Linked DNA regions of Mus musculus: region 1 is linked to region 2. A link is a contact called in public HiChIP or PLAC-seq data. All regions are on one chromosome and are shown on one strand. Each heading gives the region's core, a stretch centred on a gene start, on an enhancer-like site or on the middle of the called end of the contact. The rest is flanking DNA. Distances are from core to core; before and after follow the strand shown.

The links. HiChIP or PLAC-seq counts read pairs in DNA pulled down with a chosen protein or histone mark.
Region 1: a contact with region 2 is called in a FOXA1 HiChIP or PLAC-seq map of pancreatic cancer cells. The contact joins the enhancer-like site here to the promoter of Sema4b in region 2. A contact is called at or near these places in 1 of 39 promoter capture datasets (liver), 1 of 484 Hi-C or Micro-C datasets (the HPC-7 cell line) and 2 of 115 datasets of contacts at active chromatin or transcription factors (pancreatic cancer cells and regulatory T cells).

The regions. Positions count from the first base shown.
Region 1 is chr7:80,626,115-80,631,650 of GRCm38.p6, forward strand. It overlaps Crtc3 (CREB regulated transcription coactivator 3), which reads right to left. Exons shown (of 15, transcript NM_173863.2): 3 at 3,506-3,625. Among named protein-coding and RNA genes, the nearest start is that of Gm15880, 7.1 kb to the right of the region's middle. Within about 2 kb of position 2,722, at least 231 of the 459 cell types and tissues checked have an H3K27ac peak or open chromatin away from gene starts, as enhancers often do. A contact at or near this core is called in the HPC-7 cell line, liver, pancreatic cancer cells and 1 more, where this site is marked.
Region 2 is chr7:80,195,841-80,201,273 of GRCm38.p6, forward strand. It overlaps Sema4b (sema domain, immunoglobulin domain (Ig), transmembrane domain (TM) and short cytoplasmic domain, (semaphorin) 4B), which reads left to right and starts at 2,748. Exons shown (of 14, transcript NM_001360135.2): 1 at 2,748-2,930. The coding sequence starts at 2,813.

The DNA of each region.
Region 1 (5,536 bases), core at 1,472-3,971, 430 kb after region 2:
AAGAACTCGGCCTACTGCAGAAGGAATCTCCTGCGGGACGGGGCTGCCCACTCTGGCAGGAAGCTGGAGTATTTGTTGACAATGCTCATTTTATTTGGGACCAATCTCTTATCTTAGCAAGTCTGCCGACCCCAAAACAATACCCACAAGAAGAAAATCCTGAATACATCTTTTTTTCTTCTATTTATACCAACAAAGATTCAAACCAGTTTTCTGGCTTTTAAAATGGTAAAACTTGTGAGCTGGAGAGATGGCTCAGAGGCTAAGAGCACTGGCTGGTCTTCCAGAGAACCTAATTTGGTTTCACATGGTGGCTCACAACTGTCTGTGACTACAGTTTCAGGAAATCTCACATCTTCTAACTTCTATAGGGACCAGATACATATATGTGCACAGACAAACATGCAGGCAAAATACAATATGCATAAAAGATAATTCTTGGGACTAGTGAGATGGCTCAGCAGGTAAGAGCACTGAATGCTCTTCCGAAGGTCTTGAGTTCAAATCCCAGCAACCACATGGTGGCTCACAACCCTCCGTAATGAGATCTGAAGCCCTCCTCTGGAGTGTCTGAAGACAGCTACAGTGTACTTACATATAATAAATAAATAAATCTTAAAAAAAGATAATTCTTAAAAATTAGACTGGTACCATAGACAAATATGAAAGGCAGGAGTTTAAAGTGAGCTGTTTCATAGCTAACAGCATACACACCAGAAAAGCCAAGAAGGCCTCTGTCTCCCTGCAAACTCTGAGTAAGTCACCAGCTGAGGTGTCAAACTGTCCTTCCTGTCACTTGTCACTTGCTGCCCAGCCTTTTGACTCCTCACACAGGACTTATTAGTTCATTAGTGACGCCCCTAGGCTAGCGAACTTCTGTATATCAGCACAGGTCCAGGCCCAGAATCCCAACTAGGGGCTTAGGAAACAATCGCAGAGAGACAGCTCATGATCAGTGAATCAGATCACACTCTGCGCTCAACAACTTTCTCTGCATATCTGTTTGGTTTTTCCTTTCCCTGGGAGCTGGCAAGCTTTGCTAATGCTCTTACAAACTGATTCAGAGCCAGGCCATCCTCTAGGATGTATTGCCCAGAATGAGACAGGTTCCCTGAACACGCAGTACAGTCCTTCCTAGGACTTTACCTGTTCCATTCCCAATGTCAGAACATTTCCTGGGAACTGCTAAGTTCTTGAATATACTATCTATGGTGACTTGAATGAGAACAGCCCTCATAGCCTCTCATGTTTGAATACTTGGTCTCTAGTTGGTAGAACTAGTTAGGAAAGATTAGGAGGCGTGGCCTTGTTGTAGGAGGTGTCACTGGGTAGGGGTGGACTTTGAGGTTTCAGAAGACATTCCCAGTTAGCTGTCTCTGCTTTGAGGTTGTGTCTCAGGATGTGAGTGCCCAGCTATCGCTCCAGTGCCATGCCTGCCAGCATGCTTTCTGCCATGCTCCCCACAATGATGTCATGGACTCTAAGCCCCTAATAAACTCTTTCTTCTATAATTTTCCTTGGACATGGTGTCTTATCACAGAACTAGAAAAGTAACTAAGATACTATCTGAAGTTATTTTCCTTAATTAATTAATTATTACTATTTGCCTCTTAGCTGTCCACCGTCTCCCAAAGGACTGTAAAACTCAAAAATACAGGGTTGATATCCCCTTCATCACTTTGAGCTCTGTGCCTAAGACATTGCCTGGTCCAGGAAAGGGTCTCCATGTGTGTTTAGTGAGTGGACACATCACACCCTACTTCTTTCTTAACCTTTAAGCCTCAATCCCCTTCTCTCTCCCGTCCGTGTCTCTCTCTCTCTCTCTCTCTCTCTCTCTCTCTCTCTCCATCTCTCTCTCCCCCTACCCCTTTTCTTCCCTTTTCTCTCTTTCCCTTCCCCCTCCTTCCAGTCTTTTCCTTCTTCATGCTGAGAATGAACCCTAGGCTGTGCACAAGCCATAAGGCTCTGCCACTGAGCCACGCTACCAGGGAAATTTTTTTTCTTGAACCCAAACCCTCAAGAATGCTAGGCAAGCACCTACCACTGAGCTGCACACTCCAGCCCCTGCACAGTTCAATCAGGCAGAGAAACATCTGGTTGTTTGCTAGAGGATTCCAAGCCATTTGGACAATCGCTCGGTGTGCCACTCCACATCAGATGTGCTCGTTAGATAAACTGCTTCCCTTTACCCTCTACATTCTACATGAAGTGTGGGAAGGAATTCCCACGATCCTACATCATTCTTATGTGCCCTGACGGACACCATGTAACAGAGAGAACTAGAAGTCACTGCAGCCCTGTGGGCTGGATCTGTCCAGTGGGGAGAGCTGGGAGAAGTCAACACTCCCCAGAACCACTGTCCTCACCTCTCAGCAGAGAGAGACCTAGAGGCCATGATGGCCAGGAAAGCTGGGCTTCCTCTCTACATCCCTGCTGTTCCTCACAGGAGTATTCTCCTGCATATGTTAGCATGGCCACTGAGTGGACGAGCCTGGGCTACATGAGTCGCAGCAGTGGACTCTTGGGCAACTTACTCTGATATCTTAGTTTTCTCGTGGGAAAACTGAGGGTTAAAAAACAAACGACTCATTGAATTCTGAGGACTAAATGACATATAAATTGCCTAGCACAGTGTCTGGCATGGGTAGGTGCTCAGTAAACATGAGTGCCCTCCCCCACTTCCTGGTTTCTAAGCTTATGAAGCCAACTCTGCCATCACTGCCAGGAATCAGCTCTCTGCAGGGAGACTCGCCCCGCCCATCTGCTCCTTCCTCCGCCAGGCTTGTCCTGAGCTCAGTGAAGTGAGAGAAGCTTCCTCACTTCTGCCTCTCCTTGTCCTAACCAGCAGGCTCAGGTTTGTCTGCCCCAACCCTCAGTACTGTGCTGGCCCCACTCAGAAAGCCACCCTAGCCTGGCCCCTGTCCGACTCCCAACAGACAGTGCTGAGCTCAGCCGGTCGGGCTCACAGCTCCTTTCTTCATTACTCAGCCACACAGAGTGCGCTGGTACATCTCTGTTTAGGAGGCTTCCTAAACGCCCACTTTACATCTTACCTGTCATTTACTGAGTCTGAGACTAGACAGACAGACAGTCTTGTAAGATTTCCTCTTTCAGTTCCAAAAGCAGGTCATCAGGTCAACAAAACACAAACACATGGATCTGCCTGGGTTTGGCTAGACAGCCTACATCTCTCTAGTTGATTCAAAGTCAAGCTTAATACTGCTGATTTCTGAAGAAAACGTCAAAGATGCCTTGTCCACCAGAACTGAATGCTTATGTTCTGTTCTAGTCAACGGAACTTTACCGACGCTCTCATAACCAACGACCGAGCTCTTCCCAGTCTGGCTGTAGGGATGTTTACAGTTTTAAACTCTGTTACTTTTATTGCTTCCTCTCTGCAGATCAGATGAAGCTCTGAGGCCACAGGGGAACCACAGGGAGATAAATCCCGGCCATTTCTCAATCATTTCAAAACACACTCTCCTCAGACAGGGAAAAAGGATATCTGTCTCCCTGGCTTGTCCCCAGACCTTCGGTGAAGGGGGTGGAAGCGGTTCCGGGCTGGCCTCTCCACCAGCCCATGGTGGCGGGTTCCACGAACATTATCGGCTTGATGAAGTGATGGCTGCAGAGAGAAAGAAGAACAGTTAGCCTCAACCATGAACTGCCACTCACCCTCAGGAGCAACTGGTAACAGACAAAAGCCGGAGCTTCTAACTTTACTATTGCATGTTGGTGCTTTGCGTCAAAGTAAATAAAATGTCACACATGGCTCTGTTTCTATATAATTACAGAATATATCAAAAATAGCCTTTAATGTGTTAATATGGAAGCAGGCAGATTCTATACAAAAATTGTCACAATTAGGAAATGGAGAATCCGGGGGACTACGACTTCAAGCTCTTCTTGCTCTTCTAAAATTCTCCTCTAAGATGTGTTTATTGGGCCAGCAAGATAGGTCAGTGGGTAAAGGTGCCTGCCTCACCAACCCCGAGTCTGAGTTCAACCCCTGATCCCACAAACAGAAGGAAGGAAAGAACCAACTCTATGAAGTTATTCTCGGATCTCTACACAAATGCCAGACGCACTCGCCCCCATACACAGACACACACACACACACACACACACACACAGACACACACACACACACGCACACACACGTTTAAAACTGCAATATCGAGCTGGGTGCCACACACCAGTAATCCCAGAATTTGAAGGGTAGAGGCAGAATAATCACAATTTCAAAGCCAACCTAGGCCACAGGGTGAAACAAACAAATAAACAAAACCAAAAATAAATATCAAAAAGAAATCAAACCCTGTTGCCCTACAGTACTTAATGCTCCTTTTGCTCTTCAAGCCTACCTGTATATAACCTTTACATTATATAACTGTATATAACCTTTACATTATATAACTGTATATAACTGTATATAACTGTATGTAACTTTATATTAACAAGCCTACCTGTATATAACCTTTACATTATATAACTGTATATAACCTTTACATTATATAACTGTATATAACTTTATATTAACTTTTATATTGTTGCACCTCAGAGTGAACATTTCTGATATATAGCTTTTATGCGTGACATTATTTCATAAATATGTTATAAAACCTATTTATTAGTTCAGAAATCACACAGTACTTCATCTCTAGTATTCAAAAAACCAGCAATCTATATTGTAGTTCAAAAATGTATGAAATCCCTCAACATCTTCCACTTGCTAACAAGCTCCTCTGTCCTCCTGGTGTATAAGATGGGGATGATAACTTCCACTCAGGCTTGTTAAGGACATGAAATAAAGGACCAGCAAGATGGCTCAGTGGTTTTAGTTTGCCACCCATGCTTCAGTTTAATCCCCAGAACCCACATGGTGGAGAGAGAAAAGTGACTCCCATAAATTGTTCTCTGAACTCCACGGGTATAATATGAGTAAGTAAATAAATGTAATAAAAATAAGACAAAGTACAATAGCATGAGATCCCTTATGTGTGGACTGCTCTGTCCCATCTGAGTGTGGGCATTAGAGGCGAGTTTAGGTGTGCATATTATCTGGCATGCTGGGAAGCACATGAGAGGTCACCATATGCATCCTACATCCCCCTCAACAGACCAGACCTCTGTGAGGCTCTGCGAGGCCCCGCCTGCTGCGCATGCTGTACCACCTCTCTGAGAGCTAGCTGTAGCCTTCAGTGACCGTCTGGGTGAAGGATTGGAGAGAGGTAAGTGGACCACACGGCTTGCTGTGGCCGTGGTCAATGACTTAGGAGCAAACAGATGTATGTGTGATGCAAACAAACTCTCACACTCTTTTCTTTCTGCTGTGAGAATGCTAAGTCCCAAGCTGGGATGGATGTTCCTTCTGCCTGGACTGCAGGAAGACACAGGAGAGCTTCCCTGGCTGCCCTGAAGCCATTGACCTGTGTAATCCCAGAGAAAAGCGGATGTGTGCTGAGAGCCCCACAGGGTTTAGGCTGACTTCCTGTGGCAAACCCTCTGCTGTGGTAGTGATGGCAGGGAGGGCTGC
Region 2 (5,433 bases), core at 1,498-3,997:
CGCTCTGCTTTTATAGAAGAGCGGTGTGCAGAAACCAAGATCTGGAGGCTAAATCTGCACACCCATTATTTTTATCAGTAACTTGATTAAAGGTCTAAGGAATACTTAGCCAAATTTACGATGACTCAAAAACCAGGAAAGGAGGTGCCAAATGTATGATAATAGAATCAATATTCAAAACAACCTCCGTGGGATGAAATCTGGGCCAGAACCAATAGATTTAAGAGAGATAATTTTGAAGTCTTGTGTTCAGTTGAAAAAGTTATTGCATAATTTCAGGTTTGGGGCACTTTTCATTAGACAGAAATTGGCATCAGAAGATTGTTTTAGGTTGTTAGCCAACACGAGCCTGTAGTAGTCTGACCCTTGTCATCCTCGGTCACCCAGTCATTCCTTCAACCAACGCTTATTGAAGACGCCTGCCATGTGTACAGGCACCATTCCAGAGGCTTGGGAGGTTGAGCAGGGGAAAGCTGCACCTAGACTTTCATTTTATTTATGTATGTATTTATTTAAGTTCTGTTTTCGGTTTGTTGTTGTCTGAGACAGAGTTTCACATAGCCTCGATTGGCCTCAAGCTTGTTATGTACCTGAGGCTGCCTTGGATTCCTGATCCTACCCGCCCTTCACCTGCCAAGTGCTAGAATTAAATACCACCATTTCCAGCTGACTTTAGAAATTTATTTTCAGCCGGGCAGTGGTGGTACATGCTTTTAGTCCCAGTACTTGGGGGGTGGGGGTGGGGGTCAGAGGAAGGAGGATTTTTGTGAGTTCAAGGCTAGCCTGGTCTACAGGAGTTCCAGGACAGTCAAGACTACACGGAGAAACCTGGTATCATAAATAAAGACAGCCAGACAGATAAGATAAATGAATCTGAGGCTGGAGTGATGGCTCAGCAATAAGAGCGCTGGCTGCTCTTCTGGAGGCCCCGGGTTCAATTCCCAGCATCTTCTTTTATTTATTTATTTATTTATTTATTTATTTATTATATGTAAGTACACTGTAGCTGTCTTCAGACACTCCAGAAGAGGGAGTCAGATCTCGTTATGGATGGTTGTGAGCCACCATGTGGTTGCTGGGATTTGAACTCAGGACCTTCAGAAGAGCAGTCGGGTGCTCTTACCCACTGAGCCATCTCACCAGCCCTCCCAGCATCTTCATAACTGGAGTCAGGAACTCCAGTTCCAGGGAGTCTCAAACCCTCACACTGACAGATACATGTAAAAAAAAATTTTTTTTTTTAGACAGGATATCTCTGTGTAGCCTTGCTGTCCTGGAACTGGCTCTGTAAAACTCAAGAGATCTTCCTGCTTCTGACTCCCAGGTTGATGGGATTAAAGGCCTGGGCTACAGGCCTGACCTTGAAACAGTATTTAAAGTGCTATTTATTTCATGTGCATTGGTGTTTTGCCTGCATATATATTTTATGTTACACACACAAACACACAGGTCAGAGGTCACAGCTTGTGGAGTAGACTCTGTCTACTGTGTTTGAGAAGAGATTAACAGGAGGAAAGGAAGCAGCAGTTAGAGCAGAAACAGTACATTTCAGATGATGGGTTAACCAGTGCAATTGGACATGTGGCATATGAGAAAAGACACGAGACTGTAGAAGGATGTCAGGGTGGTGACAGTACAGGAGTTGTGGAGCATGGGGAAGTCTGGATGTAAGAAAGAAGACCTGAGACCATCCAAGAGCTTGTCTGCTCTGACTGCCACCTGCCTGTGGGGGTGGGGAGGAGAGTAGAAAGATGTGGCTCTGGAACTGCCCACATGGGCACACATGGGCAGCAGCGAGTGCAGTGTAGCTTCGACAACTGCAGAAAAGTCTGGGGGAAGTGGTTTCATTGCCACAAGAACAATGAACACATATTTTTAAGTTTTTAATTTTATCCATTCACCTAGGAAAAGCTGAAACGGGTTTCCAAAACCTTGATGTCTTTGTTGATCTCCCCCTCTTTATTTCCCTCTATTCCTTTGCTGTGGCTCCACCAAATTGACTTCAGATTGGGGTACCTGCGGGTGGATACCTCTGGCGTCTCATTCCAGCCTTAGGGAATCCTTTCCTATGCTCAGCCACGTGCTGGTTGTGGGGGGGAAGGTCTAGCCTCTTTGGCAGTGCAGTCCGTGAAATCCTAATTATCCCACTTGAACTGATTCTGCGCCGGCCCCGGGCTTCGCGTGGACAGAATTCTAAGCATGGACAACCGAGCAGAGTATCTAGATTCTAGACCATGCATAGACCTCTCGCGGAAGTAAGACTGGAAAGCTACCAGTCTCCGTCTCAGAGTCTGCACAGCTCCCAGAGCGGGGGTGGGGGTAGGTAGGGGGCATGTGGGGCAGGGTTCCCGGGAGCCGGAAGGAGGGCGGGTCCGTGCGGCTTTGCGAGCTCCTCGGTCTCCGGGCTTCAGGTCCCCAGGCTCTGCTCCGCTCCCCCTCCCCCCCAGTGCCCCAAGTCGGGTGACTCGATCCAGCGCCCCTCGTACTTCAGCGCCCAGGAAGGAGGAAGGGGAAAGAGCTGGGCAAGGACCAGCTAGGAGGCCCGCCTACCCGTCGACTTCCTGCTCCGCGCCCTCCTCCCTGCGGCGAGAGCGCGGGGCTTTCACCCGCAGCACTGGGCAGAGGGAGCCTACGGTGCGGCGGCCCACGTGACCACCTTCCCTGCCGCCCACCCCCAGGTCCAGAGGCGGAGGCCGAGGGAAGGACTCCGGGCCGAACCGCGGGGCGGGGCTCCAGCCTGCGATTCCACTTGAGCAACCTGAGCCGGAGGAGGACGCCGCTGCCTGCTGCGGTCCGAGCTCCACGCGCCGCGATGGGCCGGGCGAGCCGCTCCGCTGTCCTGCGGCGCGCGCTGCTGCTGCTGCTGCTACTGCTGCTGCTGCGGACGACGACTACGCGGGCGCTCGGCCCCCGGATCAGTGTGCCGCTGGGTAAGTGCTATGGGGCGCGGCAGAAGGAGGGGAGCGCGGGCAACGAGATGCTTGGTGGGGTGGCCACGACAAAGGAGAGGTTGAGGTCCACTAGGACCAGGAAAGCAGTTGTGGTCAAAGCGAAAGAGGAGGGAAAGCTAGGGAGCTGAGAGCCCTTTTCTTCCATTTTCTATCTGGACTTGGAGAGGGCCGCTTTCTTGCTCGGTTGCAGCTGCTCTTGCTCGGAGGGAGCACACTCGGCACTAGGGGCCTCAGGTGCCAGCCATCCTGCCTACTCATTTACTTGTCTTTGATGCTGACCAGAGTCAGCCTTGGAGCCACCAACGGCACGGGGCTGAGGGCACTGCTGCTGGCCGTGCTATAAACTCTGGGCTTATGATATTCTCAGTCAGCCACAGCAGAGCCTGGAGTTTGGCGGGTGGGTGCCAGGTCTTTCCTCCCTGCCGGCCCATCTCTGACTGATCGACCTGGAGAATTCACCCCCTACTCCAAACACAGGGACTTGGAAACTGACATTGCGAAGACCCATCTGTACCCTGTCTAGAGGGGCCTGAGGGTATCACCCTGGTGGGCCACATTCCTTTTTTGGTGGTTTACAGCTGCCCCTGGCTGCCTGTGTTTCCAATCCTCCACTCATTCTTTACTTCCCTTAGTCTGATCGCCCCTGAACCTTTTCCAGGGAACCTCAACGTTTGGAATTCTAGGGACTTAGCCCAGTAAGTACTTCCTACTGCCCGCACTCCAGCTTCCTCCCCTGCAAAGTCGCCTCAGGCTTAGATACCTTGCAAAGTCATCTTGGGAAATTCATAAAACTTGGTGCATTCGGAGGGCATCAGGCACATAGGTGCCAACAGACAATGTTTGGCCAAACCCCTCTAAATTGCAAACTGTCACTGTGAGTTAGTGCATAAATTAGAGGTTACAGACTAAAACTCTACCAGACTTCCTACTCCATATTTGCATCCCCACCCCTAAAAGCATCCCATTTGCAAAAGGATAGAATCAGCTCTTCAGTTAAGGCCCCTAACAGGATCTCAGTCCCTTATCCAAAACATTGTTGGTAGCTCAAGTTCAAATCCTGTCTCAGCCACTTAGTTCCCACATGACCTTAAGTAAACAACTTCTCTGTGCCTTGATTTCTTCATCTGTAAAATGGGATATTAGCGCCTTGCTCAAGGCGCAGCTCATTACCAGTTGCAAAGTCCTTAGGATAGGGCTTGGTACAGAAACCTCTCAGCGGGTGTTTGCTGTCATTCTTGTTATGTTAAACTCGGACCACTCCTGCATGGAACTGGGTGGTTCGCTGTGGGTGGGGATGGTTCTAGAGTTCACTGCTGCTCCTTGGGAGTTCTGTTCTTGAAGTGAGAAATGACTGAAATCGGAACCCAGGACTGATGCTCTGCCACTTTAAAACACTTACTTAGCTTGTGTGTGGGTGTAAGGGCACACGAAAACATGACGTACATGTGGAGGTCAGTGAGGTCAGAGGGCAGCTGGTGAAATCCTCCCTCAGCCGTGTGGATCTCAGGACCTAAGCTCAGGTCCTCAGGTTTGGTGTCAAAAATCCCTTTCCCTGATGCGCCACCTCCCCATGACCCCCTCACCTTGTTGACCCAGGGTGGAGGTATGAGCTAGGTATGGAACCTGTCCTGTGTTAGGTGTGTTAGGCTCTGAGCCATACATACCCCTTGCTGCTTCTGTCATCCTGTGTTTCCCTAGAGCTCTCAGCCCTCCCGAGGCTGCAACCCTTTAATGCAGTCCCTCAGGTTGTGATGACCCCCAACCATAAATTACTTTTGTTACTGCTTCATAGTTGTAAATTTGCTAATGGGCTGAGGCCCGCATGTTGAGAGCTGCTGTCCCAGCCGTAAGGAAGGGGCTGTGAGATAGAGACACGTGCCCCTGTGGATCCCGCTTACGCCTGGGGAAGGCAGGACTAGCTTTTGGGGCTACACCAAACACAGTAGGTCTTTTGCCTTAGGGAGTGATGTGAAGACTTGATAGGGGCGTAGAGAGGCCCTTCTTCCTGGGAGAGCATCTGTCTTGGGTTAGCTGTATAGTTCCAGGACCTGGCCACCTCCCACAATTCCCTGATCATTCAAGGCTGCCACAGGTGGGCAGTGTGTGACTTGTGCACTGTACAGAGGTATTTAGCTGAGGGGTTGAAAGGGCTGGCAGGCCAGGAACACAATTTTATTGTGTTTGCGGGACGGATTCTAGGTTCTGCCTGGGGGGGGGGATGGGGGGGGGATGCTTTTTCAGTCCTCCCTAAGCTCTGCAGCGTTGTAGCCATGCCCAGCCACCTCACCACTGGGTGTGCATCCACACCTGACTGAGCTCCCCGCCACCACAGAGCTTTACCTTCCAGGGCCTCCACAGCACCCTTGAGACCTGCTTCTGCTTCCTTTCCTCCCAACTACAGGAAGGTCCTGTGGCTGGAGTCCCACATGGGGAATGCCCTGGTGACTGAACTGGCTCGCCCTTTGAGTCTGACCTGAGACAG